Linked DNA regions of Zea mays: region 2 is linked to region 1. Evidence: chromatin contacts called from public Hi-C data. All regions are on one chromosome and are shown on one strand. Each heading gives the region's core, a stretch centred on a gene start, on an enhancer-like site or on the middle of the called end of the contact. The rest is flanking DNA. Distances are from core to core; before and after follow the strand shown. Region 1 holds the start of LOC100279924. Region 2 holds the start of LOC732723 (retinoblastoma-related 3).

Region 1 (5,918 bases), core at 2,849-5,348:
CCAGGCGCTCGGGCAAAACTGGCCGCCTTGCTCGCCTTGCCCGCCTAGGCGTCGCCTAGGCGCCTTAAGAACACTGGATGAGTCATCTATTGTTTCTGATGAGTTACAGGATGGTCCACAATATAATATTTGAGATCGTAGCACAATTCGTCCCGAAGACAAGTATGATTTTCCTCATGTGAACACTATTGTTGATGAGTCATCCACTAATCAGGGGACGCTTCTATTCCAGATTGGCATTTGGCTATGTCTAAGGAGCTTGCTGTCCTGGAACATGGGATCTTGTTCCATTACTGCCTCATGCAGTGCCTATCACATCTAAGTGGGTATACAAAATTAAGATTAAGTCGGATGGTTCCATCGAGCGATATAAAGCTCGCCTTGTTGCTAGAGGTTTTTAGCGGACTCAGGGACAAGATTAGGATGATACATTTGCCACCATTGCTCATATGCTATTGTCCGTACTTTGATTTCCATCGCTGCTACTTCTTTGTGGGCTATCTCTCAGATGGATGCCAAGAATGCCTTTCTTCATGGTGATTTCAACGAGGAAGCTTATATAATGTTAGAGTATTAATCACTGCCTATATGTGTATTAGGGTTTATATATATTGGGCTTGTTCCATCTCCTGCGTGAGGTTGGGTCTAGCCTATTGGTGCCTAGGGTTTTCCTAGCCACTCACCTCTAGGACTATATATTTACTCCCCTACACATGAATAGATGCATCTAATTCTACGAAAATACCTCCTCTAGCATGGGATCACGAGTCTAATCTTGCTTTCGCTCCTCCCCTGGTCGTTGCCCCTCTAGGGTAGCCACCACCCTTGTTTCGTGTCGGTTGATAACGAGAGATGATGTAGAACACATATCTCACAAGAAGAGAGAACTCAATAACCATTTCATATGTCTGATTTGGGTCCTCTTGGTTATTTCTTAGGGATTGAGGTTTTGCATTGTACAAGGACTTTTATCTCTCTCAGTCCAAATACATACAAGACCTCATTGCTCGTTTGGGTATTACTGATAATCGGATAGTTGTCACCCCTATGGATCTTCACTTGCAGCTTTGTCCCACTGAATGAGGCACCTCTTGAGGATCCCTCTCGATATTGACATATTGTGGGCAACCTTGTTTATCTAACTGTCACCGGGCTTAATAGGACCATATTTTGAGTAAGTTTGTTTGTGCTTCTATTCATTTTGGACATTTTACTTCATGTGTTGCACTAATTACGGGGGACATCATCTCAGAGTTTATTCTATGTGTGTGATAGTCCACTTCAGGTTCATGCTTACTCGAACTCAACTTGGATGAGTGGCCCAACATATCGACGTTCCATCCCTTGATATTGCATTCTTCCTGTCTCTTCTACTACTGCATGGAAGTCCAGGAAGCAAGCAGTTGTATCTCGTTCTAGTACAGAGGTCGAACTTCAAGCTTTTGCTACTAGTATTGCAGAGATTGTATGGCTTCGATGGTTGTTGGCTGATTTGGCATTTCTTGTGATGTTTCCACACATCTTCTCTATGATAATAGAGGAGCCATACAATTTTCAATAATCCTGTGAAGCAAGAACTTACAAAGCATATTGGTGTGTTGCCTTCTTTACTTGGTCTCATTGTCATTAGAAAACTATTTCGCTCTAGTATGTGCCTTCAGAGTTGCAATTGGCTGACTTTTTCACTATAGCACAAACTCGAGAGCAGCATCGGCTTCACTTGATCAAACTCAATGCTTCAGATCTTCCGCTTTCACCTTGAGTTTGAAGGGGAGTGTTAAGTGTACTAAGGCTCTTATACTATAGGCCCATATGGGCCATGAGTCTATCTATATATAGTCATCTCCACTTGTGGATTGCTCAAATGCTCATCTTCTCAGATCCACAAAGTTAATACAGCAGGATAATATACATTGAAAGAGAAGCATAAATCATTACCAAGTTGGGTAGAATCTTCAGAAGATGGAAGTAAGGCAGCCTTGTTTGCCTTTTTTCGCCTATAGAACATGATATATAACAAGACGCCCAGGACCAGAATAGCAACACCACCAACAACTCCTCCTACTATAGCTCCTATAGAACCTCCGTTTCCTGGCCCGAATCGATGATGAGATTGACAAAGTGTAAACAAGCCACCCTTTTTATCTCACAAGAATAGCTGGTGTCCAGTTTTTCTTGCAAAAAACTTAATGTGGAAGCATAATTAGCTTGCAAAAGGACAGAATCTGCCTGTACTGCACAAGATGAGGAAGGTTATCAGCATGAGTGCACAAGGGTTGACAATATTCAAGTGAATATTATACGATACAATATAGCTGGCAGCAAAACTTACCCTGGTGGTTTTAAAGGATGGTAACTTCCATTGCCATCTGGAGAAGCAGAAAAAGACAGCAAACCATTTTATCAAGAAAAAGATCAATCCAACAGGGTTCACATTGATGTTAAGTTGTTAACAGCATTTTCAAAGTTAAAATGTAACAAAATAGCCGCAGTTCACAGAATCAAGCCAACCCTGCAACTGCATACTATGAGACATGTGCAGATGCATAGAGGATTTTAAGGGGATTTGTATATCGAGACCTGGAATCTTTTACTTGATATGTAACTATTCATGAAGAGATGCCATGAACCAACAAGTGGAATTGGTAGCATGCATGAAACACCAAACAATTTAGGAATGCAACTACAGTGACATAACAGATTCAGTGGGTTCTTCATCTAATTGCAAACAGACAAACGCAGTCAATGCGACAGTATACAGGAATGTTAGCTAATGCAAATCCCCCTTCCTTCATGAAGCAAGGCCGAATCAATCCATGCACCCTATCAACCACCTGACAGCAAGCTATGAAGAAAACACCTCCAGTCAAAGCTAGCAGCCTAGGTTACCATTCTGTTCAGTTGGGCGCAAAACACCCACAATTCTGTGAACTACTAATAGCCAGGAGAACTCCTACATTTATGGCTAAAGTGCTAAACTACGATAAAATTGAACTGAATCCTCCACAACTGACATCACACAAATGATGTTAGGGCAGTCACAATGCTAGAACCCACACAGAGGAACTATGTTCCCGAATTCTCGATGGACAAAATAATCTTTTTTCCAATTACATATATTATTTCCGGCTTTCCGCTCATCTACCAATCACATCTTAATGTATTGGTTCGTGTAGACATATTTTTTTAATAAGAAATCATTTCTCCGTATCTCTTATTTACTTAAAGTGTCATATCATCTTTTTGATTAGTTGGTACCTTAATTAATGGGCATAGAACCGGTTTCTGGTTGGGACTTGGGAGTGCCAGCAGCAGCGCTCACCTTTGACGGGGATGAAAACGAGCCCGGATGTAGCGGTGTCCATGCCGGGGTTATACTTGCGGAGCAGGTCCAACTGCGACGACGAGTTGAAGCTGTAGTTGGCGGCGACGGCGGCGAGGGTCTGGCCCATGAGCGGGTAGGTGAGGAAGAACCCGTAGTCCGACGAGATCTTCGGGTCCCCGCAGGTGCAGTTGACCGTGACGTTCACCACGGTGTTGGTGTCGGGGATGTTGTTCGTGGGATACGGGTTGGTGACGGCAAGCCAGGCGGCGGAGGTGAGGTTGTTGTAGTTCTGGGCGATGCCGCCGTAGGTGTCGCCGGTGACAACCTTGTGCGGGAAGGAGCCGCCGAGGTAGGTGGCGTCCGAGTTGGGGAACGTGTGGCAGCCGCAGGTGAAGGAGATGTTGACGCTCTGGCCGGCCTGGATGTAGTCCAGGTTTGTGGTGCCGGGGTTGTAGCGCGCCAGCGCGTGGTAGTCGCCGATGCCGAAGAGGCTGGCGATGTAGGTGAGGTTCTGGTTCCGGGCGACGAGGTAGGAGCCCAGCGCGACGCAGCCGGAGTTGAGGCAGCCGTCCCCCGCCGCCACCGCCGCCGCCGCGGCGAGGAGGAGGAGCCGCATGAGGATTCGCGCCATGTGGACAGCGAGGAGGACGAGGCAACCCTAGCCTCGAAAGCGTGTAGCAATTAGAGGAAGAGGAGGAGCTGGGGGAGGTGAGGTGCGGTGCGGGGAGATTGAGGGGTAGCAGCAGGAGCAGCAGACCACAGCACGCGGCGACGATGAGCGCGACAACGCGGCGGTAGTTTGACCCCTCGCGCGCGCGCGGCGCACGGGGCTCCCGGTGGGCCCCACCCAGCGAGGTGAGTTACGCAAGTGACACTGGAAAGTGGGGGCAGTGCAAGGCTCGATGCGCTGTCAACGGAGAAAACAGGTGGAACGCGGGGGAGGGCCCACCACGTGGGAGGTCGTTCCGGGGAGGCGCCGGGGCGAAGTCGGCAGCGACGGGGCCAGCAACGGCGGCGCCGCCGTGGTCAACCCGTCAAAGGGGTCTGCAATAATTCGGGCAGCCCTGGACGCTGGGCCAGTCGCCAAGCGCGCCCACGGGATGCTGTCCCATTCGCGGATGTTTCGCCGGATTACCGCTTGTCCTGGGCGCTAATATTCCCTTTGTCATTTTGTCATTAGGAAGTGTTATGCTGGACACTTTCACATTTAATTTAACTACTAGGTGGATGCCCGTGCGTTGCAACGGAAACATATCATCGGTATAGAGAACGTGGCTCCTACCAATCTGGTATCAAAGGTCTCGACGATCATGAGCTCTGCCGCTGCCCCCAGGCAGCAGCCACCGCCAGCATCAGGCGGCCCCCAGCAACGTCCACCGCGCTAGTCGCAACCCCTGTTTCGTCGGGAGTCATGATGCTTCGCCGATAATCCCTCAAATACCCAGCCTCCTTGTCGGGCAGCACCACTGGAGGCATGGCGGCCCCACAGCCAATGGCGGCCACATCTTCTAGGTGGAGTACGCTCTTGAGGCCGTCCGCAGCACGAACATCGTTGTCCTCGGCGTCGAGAAGAAGTCCACACCCAAGCTCGATTACTCCAGGTAGCAAACCCTCCGCCCCTCCTTTCTATCATCCGAGCAGATCTCGTGAATTCGTGATCCTCGCTCGACGCGGACGGAGGAGGAGGTGCGGCGACACTACGAAGCGCTGGTGGAGGACGTGGCCGCTATTCAGGTCGGCCGAATCCCGCTCTCACGCTACACTGGAGAGGAGTCATCTGTAGCGACGCCCGAGGGATCTGGAGCCGCCGCCGCCACACCCCAAGGATAGAGGAGGAGGGAGCAGGCAGCCAGGCACTGACGCGAAGAATGGAAGAGCGGCACTGATGCTGATGTGGGGAATAGTTGCTTCAAGGCCATGCAGGAACGGCGCAAGAGCGTCCGTGGACGAAAGAGGAGCACAGGTCTATACTCCGCCAGGAAAAAAATCTCCATGTGTTCTTGCCTTCAAATAAAGCTTACATCTTTCATACTAAGCTTTTACAGGAAGGTTCAAGGAATGTGTAATTAGTAGCAGCCTTCCAGGGTGCATATATTCATCATTTGACTATCTCACCTGTGTGAATTATGTGTTCATCACCACCACTTTACAACTCCTTCACCGGCACGATCAAATGAGTGCCCATTGAGATTGCCAGAACCCACTTTATGAAGATGTCTGCTGTCAACTGCTTCAGCTGTTCTTGAGTTCTTATTGACACCAACAGGTGTGATGGTGTTCAGATTGTAAGGGGTGCCATTATTTGCTCCATTGTGAACATCAGGAAGAGAATGGGGATGAATAGCACCCAAGCCTTGAAAACCATAATTCACATGCCTATTCATCCGACTAAGAGAGTGGCTGATCTCACCAAGGGGAGCCTGGTTACTATGAGTTGCAGCAGAAGCAATTCCAATGGGAGAGGACAGGCTCTGTGGTAGGGTAGATGATAGACCCAGAAATGAAGCCTATCTGAACGGGCTCATTGATGTGAGAAGTCCAGAATGCAAACCATGCATACTCCCATTTTCACGTCCACAAGATGTCATTGCTA
Region 2 (6,371 bases), core at 1,215-3,714, 220 kb before region 1:
CTGCGCACCAAACTCAACAACATCCCATATGCTTTTGTGGAGCGAGGTTAGATGAAATCGCATTAAATCGCTCCACCTAGCGTAATCTTCACCATCAAAAGTTGGTGGTTTGCCTAATGGGACGGAAAGTAAAGGTGTATGTTTGGAAATGCGAGGATAGCGTAGGGGGATCTTACTATACTTCTTGCGCTCTTGGCGCTTAGAAGTGACGGAGGGCGCATCGGAGTCGGAGGTAGAAGTTGATGAAGTGTCAGTCTCGTAGTAGACCACCTTCCTCATCCTCTTATGCTTGTCGCCTTTCCGATGCGGCTTGTGGGAAGAAGATTTTTCCTTCTTCTCTTGGTGGTGAGAAGAGGAAGCCTTTTTCTCCTTCCGTTTGGAGGAGTCCTTCTTCTTCTCCCTCCTTTTGGTGCGGGACTCTTCCGATGAAGTGCTCCCGTGGCTTGTAGTGGGCTTTTCGCCGGTCTCCATCTCCTTCTTGGCGTGATCTCCCGACATCACTTCGAGCGGTTAGGCTCTAATGAAGCACCGGGCTCTGATACCAATTGATAGTCGCCTAGAGGGGGGGTGAATAGGGCGAAACTGAAATTTACAAATATAAACACAACTACAAGCCGGGTTAGCGTTAGAAATATAAATGAGTCCGAGAGAGAGGGCGCAAAACAAATCCCAAGCGAATAAGCAAGTGAGACACGGAGATTTGTTTTACCGAGGTTCGGTTCTTGCAAACCTACTCCCCGTTGAGGAGGCCACAAAGGCCGGGTCTCTTTCAACCCTTCCCTCTCTCAAACGGTCCCTCGGACCGAGTGAGCTTCTCTTCTCAAATCAAAGCCGGGAACAAAACTTCCCCGCAAGGGCCACCACACAATTGGTGCCTCTTGCCTTAATTACAATGGAGTTGTGATCTCAAGAACAAGTGAGAAAGAAAAGAAGCAATCCAAGCGCAAGAGCTCAAATGAACACGACAAATCACTCTCACTAGTCACTAGGGCTTTGTGTGGAATTGGAGAGGATTTGATCTCTTTAGTGTGTCTAGAATTGAATGCTAGAGCTCTTGTAGTAGTTGAGAAGTGGAAAACTTGGATGCAATGAATGGTGGGGTGGTTGGGGTATTTATAGCCCCAACCACCAAATGTGGCCGTTGGTGGAGCTGTCTGTTCGATGGCGCACCGGACAGTCCGGTGCACACCGGACAGTCCGGTGCCCCCTGCCACGTCATCACTGCCGTTGGATTCTGACCGTTGGAGCTTCTGACTTGTGGGCCCGCCTGGGTGTCCGGTGCACACCGGACAGGTACTGTTTGATGTCCGGTGTGCCAGCATGGGCGATTCTGACTTCTGCGCGCGCAGAGGGCGCATTAAATGCGCGGCAGAGAGCCGTTGGCGCGGAGATGACCGTTGCTTCGGAGGCGCACCGGACAGTCCGGTGCACACCAGACAGTCCGGTGAATTTTAGCGGGCTAGCCGTTGGCGTTTCCCGAAGCTGGCGAGTTCCTGAGGCCGACCTCCCTTGGCGCACCGGACACTGTCCGGTGTACACTGGACAGTCCGGTGAATTATAGCCGAGTCGCCTCAGGAAATTCCCGAAGGTGGCGAGTTTGAGTCTGAGTCCCCTGGTGCACCGGACAGGTACTGTTCACTGTCCGGTGGCACACCGGACAGTCCGGTGCGCCAGACCAGGGGTGCCTTCGGTTGCCCCTTTGCTCCTTTGTTGAATCAAAAACTTGGTCTTTTTATTGGCTGAGTATGAACCTTTTACACCTGTATAATCTATACACTTGGGCAAACTAGTTAGTCCAAAGATTTGTGTTGGGCAATTCAACCACCAAAATTATTTAGGACTTAGGTGTAAGCCTAATTCCCTTTCACCGCCGCTCAGGGGCGGGCTCCCGCAAACCCCGTCGCGCTTCCAATCACCTCCGCAACCGACAGGATGCCGCTGCGGCGGCACTCGCTCCGGCTGCTGGCGCGCCATGTGGATCACAATGGATTCCGAAACATTTTCTCATAACAGTATAACACACATTTATACATAAGTTATCATATTATTAGATATTCCCGTTGCAACGCACGAGCACTCATCTAGTCAATCAATTATTTCCCTCGGACGCTTCTACCCCGGTTCGGGTGGCCCCGCCCGCCGCAGCCGCGCGGCGCACGTGTGGTCGCTTCCCACACGCCGACATGCCGACCCAACCCGACCAGTCACATGGGCCACACCCACACGGGCCCGGGCCCGGTTCCCCACCCATCCCTTCCCAGTTCCCACCAAAAACTCCCGCCATCTCCACCCTCTCCCGCCAAAACCAACCGACGTAGCGCCACTTTCCCCTCTCCCGCCTGCCAGGACCGGGCCCACCGCGCAGCGAGACAGGCGGGCTCCGTTTTGCCGCGCAAGCGACCCCGCAGATATAAAAAGTCCGCGCGCGCCGCTCGGCCCCGAAATTATTTTTTGGCGCGCATCCCAACATCCGCCTCAGATTCCCGTCCATCGTTCGTCTCCGCTGTTTCCCGTCCCTCGTCCTCCGCCGAAACCCTAGCAGAGCTCCTCCTCCGCCTTCCCTCCGGTCGCCGGAGTGCCTGGTCCGGTCACGGGGGTGGTTTCGAGGCCTGGATTGGCGGAGTGTTTGGAAGGAGGCAGGGGCGGGACAGTAGGAATACATAAATTTTCTAGGTTTTCAGCCGCCCTATGCCTGACGCATCCACGCGCCCACGCCTGTCTCCGCACACACGCTGCCACGCACAGGCACCGCTCGTCCGCTCCAGCTCTTGCGTCGCACGGACAGACACAGCTCCACCCTCCATAGCTCCTCTTGCCGCTGCTTGTGCGCCGGATCACCGCCCCCGGCCTGAGTCTTCGGACAGTGCGTCCGCGGCAGAGCATCTGCGGCCTGCCCCCTGCGGGCGGCGGCGCCAGTGCGGCTCGCCCCCTCTGGCCGTCTTGGCCTGATTGGACCGAGGTTTGTGATTTTGTGAAGCGTGTGCATCTGGTGGGCACGTGGTGACAACCTGAGATTAGAGAAACCACATTCCAAATTTTTAATTCAAACAGAACCAGGAGGAGGGACATGGAGGGGTTCGCCAAGCCGTCCACGAGCTCGGGGTCTGGGGTCACGGTTAGGGCCTCCGTCGCCGCGGCCTCCATAGAGGAGAGGTTCGCCGATCTGTGCAAGGTACGGGTTCTCACATGCCCCGGCGTTTGCGCCGCTCCGTTTCTGACCTTTCGTTGGGTGCTGGATTTTTGTTTTTCTCTGCGCAAGGCGTGTCCTTTTCTCACTGGCGATGTCTTCCAGCTGCTTCGCGTGTGTTTGCTCAGTGGGGAAAAACATGGGAGGCTGAAGGTTTAGGCGGTTTTTCTTGTTTGGAAATTAATTTGTGCTAGATCTGGCGCTCCTCTTTCGTTTATTTAGGTTATCCCAACCGATTTTGTCGCCCTTGACTCCTTCGAATTTGTTTTCGAAGATGAACCATTCTGATCCATTTCTTCGGTTTCCGTGCGCTGTGTGGAAATCTATGTTTTCCACCGTCTGCTGCAAACTCTTTGTGTGGTCTGCTGGGGATAAATTTTATTATTTGTGGCTGGCCCTTTCAAAAACGAATAATAAATGGAGCGACTTTTGATGGTTCCTTTTGATTTATACACTTTCTGTTTGAAGTCACACTGTCCTTCGTATGTCTTATCATTATTATTAGTGATTCACTGGTTTTGTACCTGTGAGTTTATTTACTACTCGTACTTGTCCTATTTTTAGGAGAAATCTATATGCATGATCATGTGACGTTCCATTTTACCCCTGCTGTTCACTTGTGAGTTGTGACTGATTCTCGTATACCCTGATTTTTTATTTGCTCTTTTGTTTGTGGCGAGCAGGCCAAGCTGGGACTGGACGAGAGCACGACGAGGCAGGCAATGCAGCTCTTGAAGGAGACCAATAACATTCTCAAGTCCAGCATGTCTTCCTTGGGCGGCGGATCGGTAAGATTGCATTTTCTTTGCCTCTGGCATAGTTAATATTTCTTCCATCCAATTCCAGGACCATGATGTACTGCTAAAACTCATGCCTGCTACCTATTGGATTTATGTGTAGCCCGAGGAGATCGAGAGGTTCTGGTCTGCCTGTGTTCTGTACTGTGTGTCAAGGCTCAGTAAAGCGGGGAGGTCGAAGGAAGATGGCAGTGTCTCACTTTGCCAGATTCTGAGGGCATCTAAGCTGAAGTAAGAGTCGTGCTGGGCTTGATTGGTTGAGGAACAGTCACTTGTCACTTAGGCTAATCCCTGCATTCGTTTTGTTGATTCTATGTAGCATTGTGGATTTTTTCAAGGAGATGCCACAGTTCTGCATAAAGGTTGCACACATTTTGACTGGCCTATATGGTTCAGATTGGGAAAAAAGGCTTGAGGTATAGTATTATGTAATTAGTGTGCTCCCCTGTTTTAGAACCCATTTTAGAATTGAACATGTTTTAACTTTCTATCCTAATGCATTTCCGTGTTTTGTGCTCAGTTGAAGGAACTGCAAGCGAATGTTGTCCATTTAAGCTTGCTAAGCAGGTAAATTTTTACTTTTTATTGCCTTTTCTTGTGTGACGTGGCTACTAATAGCATAAAATATCTAGCTTTAGTTTTTGTAAATTGCTGTGCTAGAATGTTGATTCACTACTAGTTTTACTGGACTGAAATGAAATCACATTGGCACATTTGGATAATGCAATATTGAGTTTCAGTGGATTGGAGGTATATATGGTACAATAACTTGAGCAGGCATATCCTGTACTGTTTGTACTATAGAATTCTTATATCCCCTATTAGGCTGGCACCATAAATATTGGGATAACGAAGCTTGAAGTGTTCTTTTTTGTGATACCAAAACTTCTCTCTTGTACAACCTGTCTAAATGTTATGCATCCTAGAAAGATTGAAACAGTAGGTTAAAATTCCATTATTCAGCTTCTATGTTTTTAAAATCGTCCCTACTTGCTGAATCATTGTGTCTATATGGATGATTATTAAGGATTGTGCCAATGATGAGCAAATTATGTTACAGTGCAGCTGGTTGATGATGCTTAATTGATTTCAAGTTTCATGTATAATCTGGTTTGGAGACGATTTGTAATAATATCTACTGTACCTTAACTTCCATGCTGCTGCCTGTTTTGACGTTTCCTTCTCATTGATAGTTTCATTTATTAAAGGACAAATTATTAACTATTGATGACTAAGTGATCATGTATTTGGTTCAGTTACTACAAACGTGCATACCAGGAGCTATTCTTGTCAAATGATGGCAAGAGTTCAGACAATTCTTCAGAATCAAATAACCAAGAGGCTTCTGATTATTATCGCTTTGGATGGTTGCTCTTTTTAGTCCTAAGAATCCAAACATTCAGCAGATTCAAGGATCTTGTGACATCCACGAACGAACTGGTTTCTGTGTTGGTAAGGACATCTGCTATGATCTTCACAAGTGCTTTCTCTTCACTTGCAGCAGGATAATTGATGTATAATGTTAGTTAACTTGAAAGTAATGGATACTGCTTATTTTGCACACATGCAGGCTGTACTTATCATTCATGTTCCTGTGCGACTAAGGAATTTCGATATAAAGGATTCATCCTACTTTGGTAACGACACCAAATTCTTATTTGACAGATGCTGTTTGCTAATCATGGTCAGTTATGGCATAAAACTCATGCATCCAGTTATTGGTTTGAATTAGGTAAGAAGTCAGATAGGGGAGTCAGTCTTATTGCTTCTCTTTGTGAAAAACATCATACCTCAGAAGATGAGTTGAGCAAAGCACTGGAGAAGACAAATACTCTCATAATGGATATTCTGAAAAAGAAGCCATGCCCAGCTACTTCAGCATGCCAACAGGATAATTTGTCTTTCATCGATCCAGGTTAAGATCTGCTATGCAGGAATAAATTTGATGTTTTATATTCACTGTTTTTGTTTCACAAGCTTGTCTGTTGCACTCTCACTAAGATTTCTTCTTTGATGCAGAAGGCTTGACAGTTTTTAAGGATTTGCTTCAGGGAGACTCATTGAAACCAAGTCTGATAATCCTGGAAAAGGAATATGAAAATGCAATTAACACAAAAGGTGAGCTAGATGAGCGCATGTTTGCTAATGATGAGGACAGTTTACTTGGTAGTGGAAGCCTTTCAGGTGGAGCCATTAATTTACCAGGCACAAAGGTAATACTAACCAGGAAGCTTATTCATCCACTGTTTCATAACTTGGAAGCTTTGAAATCATTTAAAATTGTATGTATGCTGTGGTATTTCAGAGAAAGTATGATGTTATGGCCTCACCTGCAAAATCAATATCAAGCCCAAATCCAATGTCTCCTCCACGCTTTTGTCTATCTC

What was found. Hi-C and Micro-C count contacts between places; a contact is called where the count stands out from the background.
Region 2: a contact with region 1 is called in a Hi-C map of bundle sheath, with 2.0 times the contacts expected there. The contact joins the promoter of LOC732723 here to the promoter of LOC100279924 in region 1. A contact is called at or near these places in 7 of 25 Hi-C or Micro-C datasets (bundle sheath, ear, leaf and 3 more).

The regions. Positions count from the first base shown.
Region 1 is chr1:200,230,429-200,236,346 of Zm-B73-REFERENCE-NAM-5.0, reverse strand. LOC100279924 reads right to left here and starts at 4,098. Exons shown (of 11, transcript NR_174154.1): 1 at 3,323-4,098; 2 at 2,333-2,369; 3 at 1,939-2,229. It overlaps LOC109943719 (a long non-coding RNA gene), which reads right to left. Exons shown (of 2, transcript XR_002266799.1): 2 at 5,563-5,918.
Region 2 is chr1:200,449,460-200,455,830 of Zm-B73-REFERENCE-NAM-5.0, reverse strand. It overlaps LOC732723 (retinoblastoma-related 3), which reads left to right and starts at 2,464. Exons shown (of 19, transcript NM_001112352.1): 1 at 2,464-2,959; 2 at 3,052-3,172; 3 at 3,871-3,975; 4 at 4,088-4,215; 5 at 4,304-4,400; 6 at 4,505-4,551; 7 at 5,241-5,436; 8 at 5,555-5,621; 9 at 5,717-5,899; 10 at 6,004-6,197; 11 at 6,290-6,371. The coding sequence starts at 3,068.